2 separate regions of the Zea mays genome follow, and region 2 is linked to region 1. A link is a contact called in public Hi-C data. All regions are on one chromosome and are shown on one strand. The core of a region is the stretch at or near the end of the contact, and the rest is flanking DNA. Distances in the headings are between cores, read along the strand shown. Region 1 has its middle 9.6 kb from the start of LOC100281966. Region 2 holds the start of LOC100381465 (serine/threonine-protein phosphatase BSL2 homolog).

The links. A called contact is a pair of places that touch in the nucleus more often than the background predicts.
Region 2: a contact with region 1 is called in a Hi-C map of tassel, with 2.2 times the contacts expected there. The contact joins the promoter of LOC100381465 here to the enhancer-like site in region 1. A contact is called at or near these places in 3 of 25 Hi-C or Micro-C datasets (ear, leaf and tassel).

The regions. Positions count from the first base shown.
Region 1 is chr5:17,176,380-17,180,021 of Zm-B73-REFERENCE-NAM-5.0, reverse strand. No RefSeq gene overlaps it. Among protein-coding and RNA genes, the nearest start is that of LOC100281966, 9.6 kb to the right of the region's middle. Within about 2 kb of position 2,246, at least 16 of the 20 cell types and tissues checked have an H3K27ac peak or open chromatin away from gene starts, as enhancers often do. A contact at or near this core is called in ear, leaf and tassel, where this site is marked.
Region 2 is chr5:17,353,650-17,357,651 of Zm-B73-REFERENCE-NAM-5.0, reverse strand. LOC100381465 (serine/threonine-protein phosphatase BSL2 homolog) reads right to left here and starts at 2,320. Exons shown (of 21, transcript XM_020553439.2): 1 at 1,494-2,320; 2 at 575-635; 3 at 338-416. The coding sequence starts at 1,881.

The DNA.
Region 1 (3,642 bases), core at 997-3,496:
GGGCTCGAGCCCAGCCATTCGACCTCGGCACGACAGCTCACACCTTCGCATACAGCAACTCGAGGTTAGTGCTTCTGTAACTCGTCCTTCCTTTAGTTATATACCTAGTCTTTGAGTTACTATAACGTTGGCTTGTAATATTACAGACCCAACTAGAAGAAGAGAGGAGGGAACGTCACGAGATGGAAGCGAGGATGATGGCAGAGCGGGAGGCAGAGCGCCGGGCAGATCATCAGAGGATGGCGGAGATGTTCCAGTACATGCAGAGCCTTGGCGCCGCACAGGGCATCGCTCCACCACCTCCATTGTTCCCTCCAGTTGACTCTGCTCTCTTCCACACTCCTGTGAGTATCAAAATTGTAGTTAGATGTTTGTAATGCATCTGGTATAACACATGCAATCTCTTATCTATGCAGGGCCAATCTGGAGCGGCATCCAACAACCCTCCGGAAGGGTTCAGCCCAACGCAGCCCCGGTCAAACCGCCCACCTCCATGAGTGTTGTGTTTTCATTGTTTTAGACTTCAGAACTTATGTATAATACTTATGTCTGTGTTTGATACTTATGTGAGACCTTGCGACGTTTGAGACATATGTTTGTGTTTGATACTTGTGTTGAACACTTATGTTTGTGATGGATATTTATGTTTGTGGTGACGGTTTTATGTTTGTGTTGGCTATTTATGTCTGTGATGATATCTGTGATGTATATATGTGATATCTTATGTTTGTGTGGATGGAATACAAAAAACAAATAAAAAAGGTATATACTGGTCACTTTGCCGAGTGTTACACTCGGCAAAGAGGCGCTTTGCCGAGTGTCTAGGTCATAACACTCGGCAAAGAGCACAGACCTGGACACCGGCTTAGGTTCTTTGCCGAGTGTTATGTCGCTGGCACTCGGCAAAGAGGTCGGCTTTGCCGAGTGCCAATTGGGACACTCGGCAAAGAGCCTGACATGGGGACCCTCCCTGGCGGGCTCTTTGCCGAGTGTCCTAACTGGCACTCGGCAAAGAAGGCGGCTTTGCCGAGTGCTGCCAGGAAGACACTCGGCAAAGATATCTTCGTTGCCGAGTGTCACCGTTGACACTCGGCAAAGCCGCCGTCTCCGTCAACCGGCGCCGTAACGGTCGCTTTTCTTTGCCGAGTGCTCCCTGACACTCGGCAAAGATATTTGCCGAGTGCCCGAGAAAAAGTACTCGGCAAAGAAGTCTTTGCCGATGCACTGTTTGCCGAGCCTTCTTTGCCGAGTGTTTTTAAGGCTTCGCCGAGTGCTTCAGGCACTCGGCGAAGCTATTGATTCCGGTAGTGTCACTAGCCAAACTTGGCTAGCCACACTAACTAGCCAAACTAAATAGAGTCTGTTGGAGTGAGACACTACATATAGAGTGTAATCTTTACGGAGAGATAAATAAAGTGTCAAATAGAGAGTAAAAAATGAAGAGTATTTTGAAGATACTCTTAGATACAAATTTTAGCTATGGGTCTATAGTTCCCAACCTGTCCACAAAATGATAGGTTAGGGTGACGTGTGACTTTTCACCCATCTGTGTTCAATAGACATAAGAAAACCAACTTTGAGTCATTGTTTACACGTAATTTTGATCCAACCCAATAAAGCCCTAAGTTATCTACTCATCCTCACTTCTTTAAAAGATGAATGGAAATTGTATTATATATTGTGTGCTTCTAAATAACTATGCTCAATGTGCTTCTAAATAACTACATGTGTTTCTCTTAGGCCCCGTTTGTTTCCTTTCATTTCGAGAAATTGGAATCTTACTAATAGAATAGGCTATTTTTTAGAATATGACATTCCACCACTTTCCAAAGTTATCATATAAGCCTACCTCAAATTCATGGGGTGAGAGATGGAAATTGATTCTATAGATTTACATGTTATTTTTCCGATGTATAACTTATAGCACATTCTTCTACTTGCGCCTCTACAACATAAATATAGTATATAACTATCTCTCTCATATGATTTAGGATAATATACAAATATATTACATATATAAATATATAAACTTAATTAGTTTTATCTAAATTATAATTATTAAAATGGAATTCAATTCCAACGAAACAAACGGGCCCTTAGTGTTTATGATGCTTTTGTTTAATTATTCGTAATTGTTGATCACCTAAGGGATGCCCAATACCGAATGAATGCCCGGCGGGTGCGGGTGCGGGTGCGGGTGCGGGTGCGCAGACATCCACCCATTGCCGTCCCTTTAACTCTGAGTGCCCCTTCGAAGCAAAAGTGCGAGTGCCTTTTTCTGTGTTGCTTCTATCTCCTCGTCATGTCCTCTCAGTCTCAGAGTGCAAAAAAATTCGCATCTTTTAACCTCTTTTTAGATGATACAAAGTTCGATTCCCTTTGGTGTGCCTCGTTTCGACGCCACTCTGCGCAATCCTGCAGTGGTTCGTCGACAATTGGCAAAAGAGGGCAAGAAGGAAACAAAGGATGCAAATAAAGGCCCGTCCAAGGTTTCCTTTTCGTCGCTGTGTTGTGTGCATCCAATCCAAGGCGCATGTGTAGGGATGGCACCACAGATCAGGTGGGTAGAATTTGATTTGATACCTGTGCTCACGAGAATGTTCGACACTTCGACATATCAAATTTTACCCACCCTCTATGAAACCTATACTGGGTAGGATTTTGTACACGTGTTTGACACCGGAATTGTATCTGCCATCGAGTTTATCTATTCTAAACTACAATATATTTTAGCTTTTTTCTATATATAATTACTTTTGTTATATATCTAATATGTAAGTAATATATATATATATATATATATAATAAAAATGTATACTGATTTTAAATAGAGGATAATTTATGTGGGTCAACAAAACTAGTAACTTATGTGGGTCCATATTCACGATATCCTCACAATAAAAATAAACTAGTAAAATGCACTGGCGGTCCTTGACGTGATATGTCACTTGGACTCGAACTTATAAAATCATAAACATGGGTCCTCAAATTTTGTGAGCCCGTGCAAATCCATTCAAAGCTGGGTATGCAAAACTGGATGCTGATGTAGCGTGCCACGTCGGAGCCAGTTGAGCCCTCAAACTTATCATGTTGTGTCACTTGAGTTCTCGAACTTGGTATGCTTGGATTCCCGAACTTTCATTAGTATGCTCTAATATGGCACGCCACATCATCATTCGGTTTACATGTTACAAAAGTACATCTTTATATGGTATATCTTAGCATCATTTAGTAGTAACAATCTTCCACAAAACTAAGCACAATCCAAGGTAGCTCTTTGCACCCGTGCAAATTGTTAGCTTGGTTTGAATTTTATGTCGCTTATCCATCTTTTTACCCATCTTTTTACGATTTGTCATTATGATTTGACAACAGGAAGCTGATCTGGCCGAGATGAAGGGGCGATCTGATTGAATTTTAAACGCTCGACCTGGTTGGGTTTAGGGGTCCATCTGACCAGCTCTGAGTGAGCCTTGTACTTTTCGCGTATCAACACAGTCACTAATAACTAACCAACCCGTCAGTGTTGGTGCTTGCATTGTGGTCCTCATCCAGATCCCACCAGCTCCATGCGCGCCAGTCAGCCTTGAGCAGAAGCGCCAAGCGTGTGGTGATTGGTGAAACAACATGTGCTAGTAGTAG
Region 2 (4,002 bases), core at 1,071-3,570, 180 kb before region 1:
AAAGACAACCGTTTTGTACCATAAAGGTGTATGGGGCGGTAGCCAAGGCATGGAGGCTCATAGGGACAGGCTCAGGGTTCGGATTAGTGGATAAGCTTAGGGGTGCAGTCCTCCTGCGCATTCGAGAAAAAAAAAGATAGGCTCAGGGTTAGGATTAGTGCCAATTATTCACTAATCCTAACCATGAGCCTATCCCTATGGGCCTCCATGCCCCGCCCCATGACAAAAGGGGCAAATATTTAGTCAGAATAGTTGGCACTAGAACTGATTTATAATAAATGATAAGTTGACACCAGCCTAGTCAGCAAATAATGTAACCAGTAGTAAAAATAAATACCTGAATGACCACCATGGTTCCAACCGCAGTTGCTACATGTGCAGCTCTTGGTGAAGGAGGCTCGCCAAGTGGGGTAAGCCTAACAAAGTACAGTGGTAGTTAGATATATTTGAAATTTTGAAGATTTATGCATATTGCCAATATATAAGTACCATGCTATATACAAACTTAACAAAATCAAGGCACCAAGTACCAAATGTTGAAAAAAAAATCAAAATCATTTATGGCATACTCTACCTGCTCCACTTGTTCGATGACACGTCATAACAATGGACATCTGCTGTGGCACCAGCAAGACCTAAAATAAAAGAGAACCCCAACTTTATGTTTGACTGAAAAACAAAAATGGCATTCCATAACCACAACAGAATCCATTTACTTTTTCATTATGAATTACAATTTAAAGGTCCGAGCAATTCCTTTTGCACATTGCGGAATGTTTCTAATTGGTAACCCAAAGAAAAGTCTTTAAATTCCCAACTAATGTCAGTCGTGAATAGTTACATATACACCTTCTAACTTGCCGAAAAATAATCCTCCTGCTAATGTGATAGAAGCCTAGAATAAGCATAAAAATGATAAAACGCACCCAGTATAACACCCAATTTAGGTGCCAAGAAACTAAATTTTCCGTCAAGAGAACCAATCATTACAATTTCTTGACACCAAACAACTCTAGCTAGCACCTACCAGTATGATTATCAACTATCAGGTGGAGCACTACTGTATTTAATCTCTAAGCAAAACAACAAATCACCCAACAACACCTGAAGTCTCTGTTTTCACAAATAAGATCCAACTAAATTCCTTGTAAAAGGCTTTAATTCATTCAGAGCTAGACGAATTAAAATCTAAAATGACATGACGAATTATACTTCTGCAGAGAGTAAAAATCAGACCATCAACAGTTTTCTAACTGCCACTAGAAATCAGCATTCAGAATTATTGCACCCACATTATAACTTTTTCCAAGGATTATCTGTAGACAACCTTAAGCCCATAAATTCATCTTAATGCCAAACTGCTCCAAGTTACCAGAGCATCCAAAATTCAACCCAGCCCAGAGCATACCCAGAACAACCCTAGGGCAAGGCAAGGGCTACCAACATTCCAAAATCAGAAAACGCAAGCCATATATATAAGATAGAAAGCATACGGATCCCCGCGCTCCCGGCCGAAGAGGGTGGGGTGGCAGAGTTCCCTTCGAGCGCGGTGGCCCCACCAAACAGGATCAACCGCGGTCCGATGTATCCGGGCGTGCCGTCCTCCCCGACAGCCGGCACCGCCGTCAGCGTGTGCCCGCATCGGCACCCTGGTCCGTCCTCCTTCTTATCGATCACCGCGTTCACCACCGTGTACCCGGGCGCTGGCCTCGGTCCCGCAGCGCCGGGCGTCCCAGGTGTCCCGGGCGTCGATGGCGCGGACGACGAGGAGGTCTCGCTCCCGGACCCCGAGCCTCCGGCGCTGCCCCCGTGAGCGGCCGCGGCGGCCGCCGCGTCGGAGTCGGAGTCGGACTCCGTCGTCATGCGCGAGTCCACGTCCATGCCTCAGCAGCTGCCGGGCTCCCGTCCCCCGTTAGGGTTCGGAGGCCCCGAGATCTCCACACGCGCCGGCGACGCAGGCAGGGACCCCCGCCCTACGACGCGGCCGGCATGGCCAGAACCCTAGACTCCCCCCTCCGGACAGCGCGATTCGCCCGAGTTCCGCCTCGCCCGCGGCGCCGATCACGAGGGAGGGAGCGAGCGCCAAGGCAGGAAGCGTCCCCGCCTCGGGAATTGCGGTGGAGAGGGGGAGGGTGCGCTCCGCTCCGGGTGCCACGGGCAGCGCGCGGCGTGGCGATGGAATTCTGGGGATTCCCGGGGTGCGAGCTGCAAATCTGGGAGGAGTGGGGGGGGGGGGGGGGGGACGGGGCTCCACGTTGGCCTGACTTGGTTGGAGTGGAGGAGGCGGGCCGCGACGGGAGTGTTATAAAACTGAACCTTTGGGTTCGAATGATTTGCAAGAAGTTGCAAATTAACTGCCATATGCATTTACTATGAGGTGTCACTCAAATTAATCTTATGTGAAAGTGCCAGAAAGAGTGGTTAAATAGAACACCACTAAACTCCCTATTGCAACGTTGTTGTAAATAAGAGGGGGAGAAGTATGGTCACAAATTGGGATTAAGATGCTTGCAAGCAACTGAAGGCTAAGTCTTCTGAGATAGTAAATGCAGACCAACTATTCGTTGGTAACCAACCTAGTGTTGGTAGACACCTAGAGGATATGGATTATCCTGTGAATGGAAGACATTCACAACCTAGATCATTGCGCACTGATGAGGCTAGGTTATCGGAAGCCCTTTATTCTCGTTTTGGGACTTCACGAAGAATCATAAGGGTACATAAAAAATGACTTTATGTCAACTGGAGAATTGTGTTATTTAAAAGCTACAAGTGTCGACACATACATCTCAGCAATTGTATATGCACTCCAAGTGATCCAAAAGACTATGGCCATAGCAGAGCACGAGTATGCTCAAATTGGATCTTGTTGAGTGATACAATGTTGCAGAGATAGCCTTGCTCACCGGAATGAAGTGTTAACTTATTTTCACTTCAAGGTATCTTACTGAGGATATAAGTTTGTTTTCATGGACTTGGAAACAATGAGGTGGTGAGAAAGCATGGCTAGTAGCAACTGGGTTTATACGCAAACCCAAGCATTATTTTAATGTTATAAATTCTCCTCTACTGTGAGTAGTTAAATTCCGATACAATAATATGGGCAGTAAATCATCTATCTGTGCAGTTGATAGATGTAGTGACAACATACGCATATGTGGTCACTAGATTATGGTATATGTGGAGTCTTGAAGGATTCCAAATACATAATCACCAATCACAAATTTACAATGCTTGGAAAGTCTTTGTGACTTAGAGCATCTTGGTCAAATATGGTACATTCGACCTAGTGAATCCTTCTTTCTGAAAGGATACACAAAGTATGGTATGTTCAGTGTAAATATGTGCAACATATTTTAAACATACATTACTTATCGACGGAGCTCAAGATAGAGGATATGAATTGAAAGAGATTTCCAATTCAAAGTAAACTATCTTAAGTATCTTGGATACAAAGTTGTCTATATCCAACATATATTGAAGAAATTCAATATGAAAGAATCATGGTTATTTGATTCTTTCAGATCATGAGATGTGCTATTGTATCTTGCAAGAGCATCCGGTCGGATATTGCTTTGCAATGATTTGCTAGCTAACAGCACATGAGATCGAGTTATGATCTCCAGATGTACTCATGCTCTCCTTATGTTTGGATATACTGATCTTGGATATCTATAGAAGATCCCCGGGTACAAGATCAATGACATACTTCTGGTAAGTTGGACCTACTGTTTGATAAATGTTAATCAACAGAGATTAATGGTCACTTACACTAATCATTCTATAGTACACTTCGTGGGATTATACAGAATGATATACTACATACAGAGGGTATGTGGTGGTCATGATTTTATATCAGTGACCTTATTATCTATGAAGATAATATTAGTTTGTGTTGTTTAGATGACAAACAAGTTACCAACTAAGTCTCTAACTTACTCCACATTTTAAATGTGTTTGTGAGTATGTATGGGATGACTTAGTGTTTTGTAAAGATCAGGG